Regions from separate parts of the Hordeum vulgare genome. Here region 2 is linked to region 1. Evidence: chromatin contacts called from public Hi-C data. All regions are on one chromosome and are shown on one strand. Each heading gives the region's core, a stretch centred on a gene start, on an enhancer-like site or on the middle of the called end of the contact. The rest is flanking DNA. Distances are from core to core; before and after follow the strand shown. Region 1 holds the start of LOC123408706. Region 2 holds the start of LOC123412696 (translation initiation factor IF-2, chloroplastic).

Region 1 (2,963 bases), core at 210-2,709:
TGTAATCCAGTAGTCATGAATAATCAACCAATCAGCTAGCAAAATTGAAGTTACAGAATGTTTAGAGCTCACCTCAGTTTTCCAACGCGTGAATTACTTCCTGGATATAGATCATTAGAGTCATACGAGATGATATATTCAGTGTGTGGCCCATGTCTGAATCGTCGAGCAGCTAGTAAAAACTTCCCTTTATCTGTTAGGGCTATCAAAACGGTACAAGTACAATTAGAAGAACATAAGAATCTGCACTCTGATATGTGATATATCTATCTAAGCATACTGGAAAGATGAGTATACATGGAGGCAACAACATTAGATTATATTCCAGTTTTCATTAGCACAGTCTATAAAGTGTTTCACTAGGCTGACAATCAAGCGAATCAAAATATGGAGGAGGAAAATTGGATTGTTTGCTGGGTTCAACCACGTTTTGAACTTCATCAAACATAGGAATATCTTAGCCTTGAATACCCAGAGGCATCCATCAAAGACACATGTAATTTAACAGTACCGTGAGCTGTAACAATGACTACTTCCTAATCCTCTTATGTGACTAATATTTATAAGAGCTAACATGGAAAAGGTCAAATAAATCGATGATATGGTTTTCTCTATTTTGATTAATCTCCTAAGCTGTTATGTCCATACCTAGTTGGTCATGCCATTATGTGCCCTTAATACATAACACCAGCGGAAGCTGCCATGACTAAGAATAACACAGTCTAAGCATCCTTTCTTTTCAATCCCTACTCTGTATTCTAATTCCTGCATGCAGTTGATTGCTTGGTTCTTGCGGTTCCTCTTATCTCTGCCTAGCGCGCAGCACGGGGCCGCTGCATGCCGCGGTTGATTGGCTGTTGTTTCGCTGCAGTTGCCAAAGCAATGCTAATTACTACGGTCAAAGCAGGGCAGGCTGGGAAACTTGCGGAGGCAAAGCAAAGCGCGCAGACTAATAAGGAAAAAATTGGAAAAAAATTATGCGCAGACTAAAACGGATCGGAGGGAGTACCCGCGGAGGTGGAGAGGAGGGGGTAGGCAACACATCCCCTACTCCTGCTGCGGGCAGGGACGACGCGTCGGCGCGACGTGGCGCCGGCGTGTCGGCAGCCAGGCCCAACAGCGCCGTCACCAGCACAGCGCTCGGCGCCTTGCCAGCGCGGGTGGTTTTCTCCGACCACATGCCCAACGCGGTCGAGGACCTGGGAAACAAGGTGAAGGACTTGGAGGCAGCGCTTCCTAGAGGTGGAGACGGATCTAGCGGGGAGAAGCTCCGTGGCAGGTGGTGAAGGGAGGTGGTGGCGGCGCTCTGTAAGGGGAGGAGGCGACGAGTGGCTGGGTAGGGTTCGCGATCTGCTAGTTTTCTTTTTTTCTTTTCTCCAAATGGATGAATGGATGGATGGACGTGGGATTGCTAGCAATGGACGGTAGGATTTGTGCCATGTCATCGAACCGTGGCATAAATATTCCACCAATCAGCCAGCTTATGTAATTGTGTTTTTTCTTTTGTTTCTTTTATATTTTTTATTCTCTTATTTCGGGTAAACACTCAATATATTAGCCTCATGTGGTATGTTTAAATGACCCAGTATTTATGGACCCATATTGGATTTAGGAAATATGGATCCATATTAGTCCGTATAGATATTGGATTTAGGAAATATGGACCCATATTGTTGTCTTTAGTTGTATTTTTTGATTGCCTAAAAAAAGTTGTACAATATTTATTATTTCCCTCAAAAGAAAGTTATATTTTTTGGTTGAAATTCACCCACGTATTTTTTATTGTCATGTTTAAGTTTTTATTGTCTCAAACACCAAGTTAAGATACCCTATACCACCTTTTAAAAATATTTATCTAAATAGGGTCTACACATTATGAGATTAGCATGGGCTCATATATTTCAATTTGGTAATTATATTGTATTTTCTAAAATATTTAGGATATTAAAATGAATAATTATAATTCATTTGTATTTATCTTATATAATTTACTTCATCCATATATGTATAAAACAAATTTTTGCTCTCAATACATGACACATAGGTAAAATTGATGAGGTGTCATCCAGTCACCTCCGCACATATGTTTATGGTCTTATATTTGATCATGGTAGCATTGAAATATGATCGTAAATAATTCTACACATCTTAATGACTATTTTGTGCAATAGGATCATGACCTAATGGACGCAAAAGGTCATAACGTTGTGGGCTTTGGACCCTCTTAGACTTGCCATGACTAATTTCAGAATTTTGGTCATGGATCAATGACCAATTAAACCCCCGTCATTATTTTTGTCATAATTGAGCGTTTTTCTTGTAGTGATTCCTGCTATGTTTTCCTTCAGTATTTTAGGGACACTTTTCTTAATCTATGACTTCCTTCCTAAATCTACGATCCTAGAATTCAGGCGTACTCCTTTGCCTTGATTTCCTTCTTTCTAAATTGAGAGGCTTTGCTCGTACGGTTGGGAAACATATTAGATATTGCATGCGATTAATTATGGGTTGTGAACTTGTTATAGAAAAAAAATCACTCCTGAGTTACTTTCTTTTTTCTAGAATCTTATTTACTTCCTTAATCCACGAGACTACTACAGTAGTATGAACAGATCCTGAAATGCGAGAATGGGTCTCTCCTCGAGAGTATTGCAGGAGTATGAACAGATTCTGAAACAATAGAATGGATCTCTCCCCCGGGCGACGATTGATATTCATCTCTTGTGCATCCATGGCGCCGCCTCGACGATTGATATTCATCTCTTGTGCGTCCATGGCGCTGCCTCGACGATTGATATTCATCTCTTGTGTGTGCATGGCGGTGCCTCGAGTGAGAGTAGGCCTGAGTCGTAGGAGGAACGTATTGCTAGAGATAACAAATCGCTACCTCACATGCTGATTATATTGACTCTCCGGAGATGAAATCCGCTACTACAAAATTACAAGGAAAGAAGGTATGTCTA
Region 2 (2,963 bases), core at 234-2,733, 680 kb after region 1:
AATTAATTGGAGATGATCACCACATGATGGCAGCAAATGTGCATGCCACTACGAGGAACCAACTAATGGACGCGTTTATTCCTACTAGTGCATGACTTGTATACATGGTTCTCATTATTTTTGAAAGATCCAACAAATCACTGTCATTTCATTCATTAGCAGGAAGCAATTGGAAAAAACATAAGGTGGGATGGGGGTCCTAGGACCAGCTCTTTCATTACATCAGAAAAGGCTTGGCCTTTGCTAGCGAGGATAAAAATCCTATGCTAACTCCTCACGACGGATCCTAATAGGGTCTCTTGAGGCACGTTGCTCCCGCCTGACACCAAAGATCAATAGAGTTTTTCAATGGCCTTTGTGATGTCTTCTATTGACGACAACTTTTCTCTGAACACACATTTGTTTTGCTCCTTCCATATCTCCCAGCATGTCAACAACATTGTGGCCTTGCTTGCCACTCTTTGCGAGGGCTTGGTCTCTCGTGTACTATCTTCTGCATGATCTCGAGAGAGCTTCCATTTGTCCCCTGACTGCTTGGTGAGAGCTGTTGGCATCCTTCCCGTCTGCCCACCCTTGTCCAATCTTCTCGGGTGATTGGGCAGTCTCATAATAGATGGTGTGCCGTCTTCATGTTGCAAACACAAAGTGGACAGAAGTAGCTGTTTGGCCAGTCACGCCTTTGCAAACGATCATTTGTCCATAGACGGTTTTGCATTAGTAGCCACGTGAAAATCTTGATGTTCCCAGGCACCTTGGACTTCCAAATGAGTTGCTCCCAGTCAGTTTGCACTCTGCCCTCGATTTGCAATGTGTACGCTGAGCTCGCTGTGTACTTTTCTTTCACCTCTAAGTTCTGGCAGATTTGGTCTCTGCTACCATTCCGAGCTCCGTGACGGTATCGGTGACCAGTCGATGTAGTCGGATGAACTTCGGAAGTAAGTGAAACACGTCCCCATGTCTCAAATCCTTGATCCAATTTTCATCACGAAGTGCATCTTGAACAGTCTTATTCTTTCAACGAAAATGTTTGTAGAGCAAAGGATGGACGACGACAAGAGTGGGGTGCCCGATCCAAAAGGAGTGCCAAAAGAGAGCCGTGGCGTCGTCACCCAACGTAACGGTTGTCACTGCCTCAAAGAAAGCCTTGTCTACGTTGTGGCATGGTGGGTTCGCCGTCCACCCAGCGTATTTCTGGGTCATCCCATGCAATCCGTAGTCAACGAAAAAACCGTACATGGTTCTCAATTTTCTTTTCCTTTTTTTTACCCCTCCTTAAGTTTATCTTTTGAGTTTTACTTGTAAATTACTCCGCACAACTGAGTGCTTTTGGTTAAGAGCGAAAAACTCCATGACACTCAGATGGCAAGGGACGATCCCTTTGAGTGGTTCTCCGAAGTGCCACCTTATCAGTCTTGCTTTTGTTTTTCCCATTTTATTCTGATAATTGGAATCGGCTGCTTAACTACGACCGTCCGATCCTTATCACTCCTGCACGCGCGCCCTCCGCTCCTTCCCACTCGCACCGCCGCCGTATCGCCCCGCGCCGCGTCGCCGTCGTCGTTCGCCGGCTATCCAACTCTCTCCTTCGCCCACGCTGCCGCCTCTCCACCTCTAGACCCCCTCCTTCGAGGCCTGCTCGCGTGGCTCCCCCGCCCACCGACGCACGGCCACCGTCAGTGTTCGCGTCGGCCTCGTCACGGCCAGCCATTTCGTCTGCTCCGTGCCCTTGTGGCTATCCGCCAACTTGCAGTATTGCGGCGGAAAACCCTCCGGAATTTCATCGTATTCGTTTATTCGTAAGCTTTGTTTCACTTCTCGCTAATTTTGTGTGTGCTGTCTTCTGTGTCCCAGAGAATTAAAATCCATTTTTGTACTTTCATTAGGGGACTACATACGGAGGAAAAATTAATGAATCTATATTTTAAAGTATGTCTATATACATCCGTATGTAGTCCCCTATGAAAATCTCTAAAAAGCTCCCTCCGTTCCTAAATATAAGTCTTTGTAGAGATTTCACTAGTGGACTACATACGGATGTATATAGACATATTTTAGAGTATAAGTTTAATCATTTTGCTCCGTATGTAGACCCTTAGTGAAATCGCTTAAAAAACTTATATTTAGGAACGGAGGGAGTATTTAGTAACAGAGGAAGTAGGTTCCAACCAGTCCGTATAGGCATGCCCATTGTTAGGTTTCAGCTTAAATTTTGTTACACCGTCACATTTTTCTCAAAGTTAGCTGGTAAAATTCTACTGGAATTTAGATATATTGAGCCAACATGCAAGTAACGTAGCCGTTTTTCTCGTCTGATTATCTAGCTCGCTATTTTTGGTTATTGTTTCCAAAAACTTATGCGTACTCAAATTAATCTTGCTTCCTCAGCTTAATGAGTGCGAAGCAGTGTTTTTAAGAGCATTGTCATGGCGTCTCCTGCTTCTGTTACCAACCTGGGGAGCAACGGAAGGCCTGGCCCACTGCCGGCAGCGGCAGTGAGGAGAGGGCACTTGGTTTCAAGGATCAGTTTCACGGGTTTTGACGGTGTCCGGAGGTGGCCATGTGCACCTGGAAGACTATGTAGATGTATGGTCATAACTAACTTGATCGATGAAAAGGGAGCTCAGTTCTCATCAAGAGGAAGCGTGAACGTTAAAGCTGATGATGACAGCGATCTTCTTTCGAAGCCCCCGCAGAGGCCAGTCCGGCTGAATGGGCCACCAACAAGCATGGATATAGCAACAACATCAGCACCTGCCAGGAAGCCAGCAGGCGTAACATTGCAAGACCGAGAGAAGGTCCGGGAGTCATTGGATGAGGTGTTGCAGAAGGCAGAGAAACTTGAGGCCTCGAGCTCCAGAAATGTGGATGGTGAGAACCGTGCATTGAGACGGAATGATGTGGCAAAGCCTAATAGTTCAGTGCCAGTCGTGGTGGAGGAGGGCTCGAATTCCAAAAGGACAAAA

What was found. Hi-C and Micro-C count contacts between places; a contact is called where the count stands out from the background.
Region 2: a Hi-C map of leaf shows a contact between it and region 1, with 9 times the contacts expected there. The contact joins the promoter of LOC123412696 here to the promoter of LOC123408706 in region 1. A contact is called at or near these places in 3 of 6 Hi-C or Micro-C datasets (leaf and seedling).

Annotation. Positions count from the first base shown.
Region 1 is chr7H:264,613,775-264,616,737 of MorexV3_pseudomolecules_assembly, forward strand. It overlaps LOC123408706, which reads right to left and starts at 1,460. Exons shown (of 3, transcript XM_045101759.1): 1 at 1,010-1,460; 2 at 73-202. The coding sequence starts at 1,445.
Region 2 is chr7H:265,296,144-265,299,106 of MorexV3_pseudomolecules_assembly, forward strand. LOC123412696 (translation initiation factor IF-2, chloroplastic) reads left to right here and starts at 1,484. Exons shown (of 13, transcript XM_045105636.1): 1 at 1,484-1,796; 2 at 2,386-2,963. The coding sequence starts at 2,424.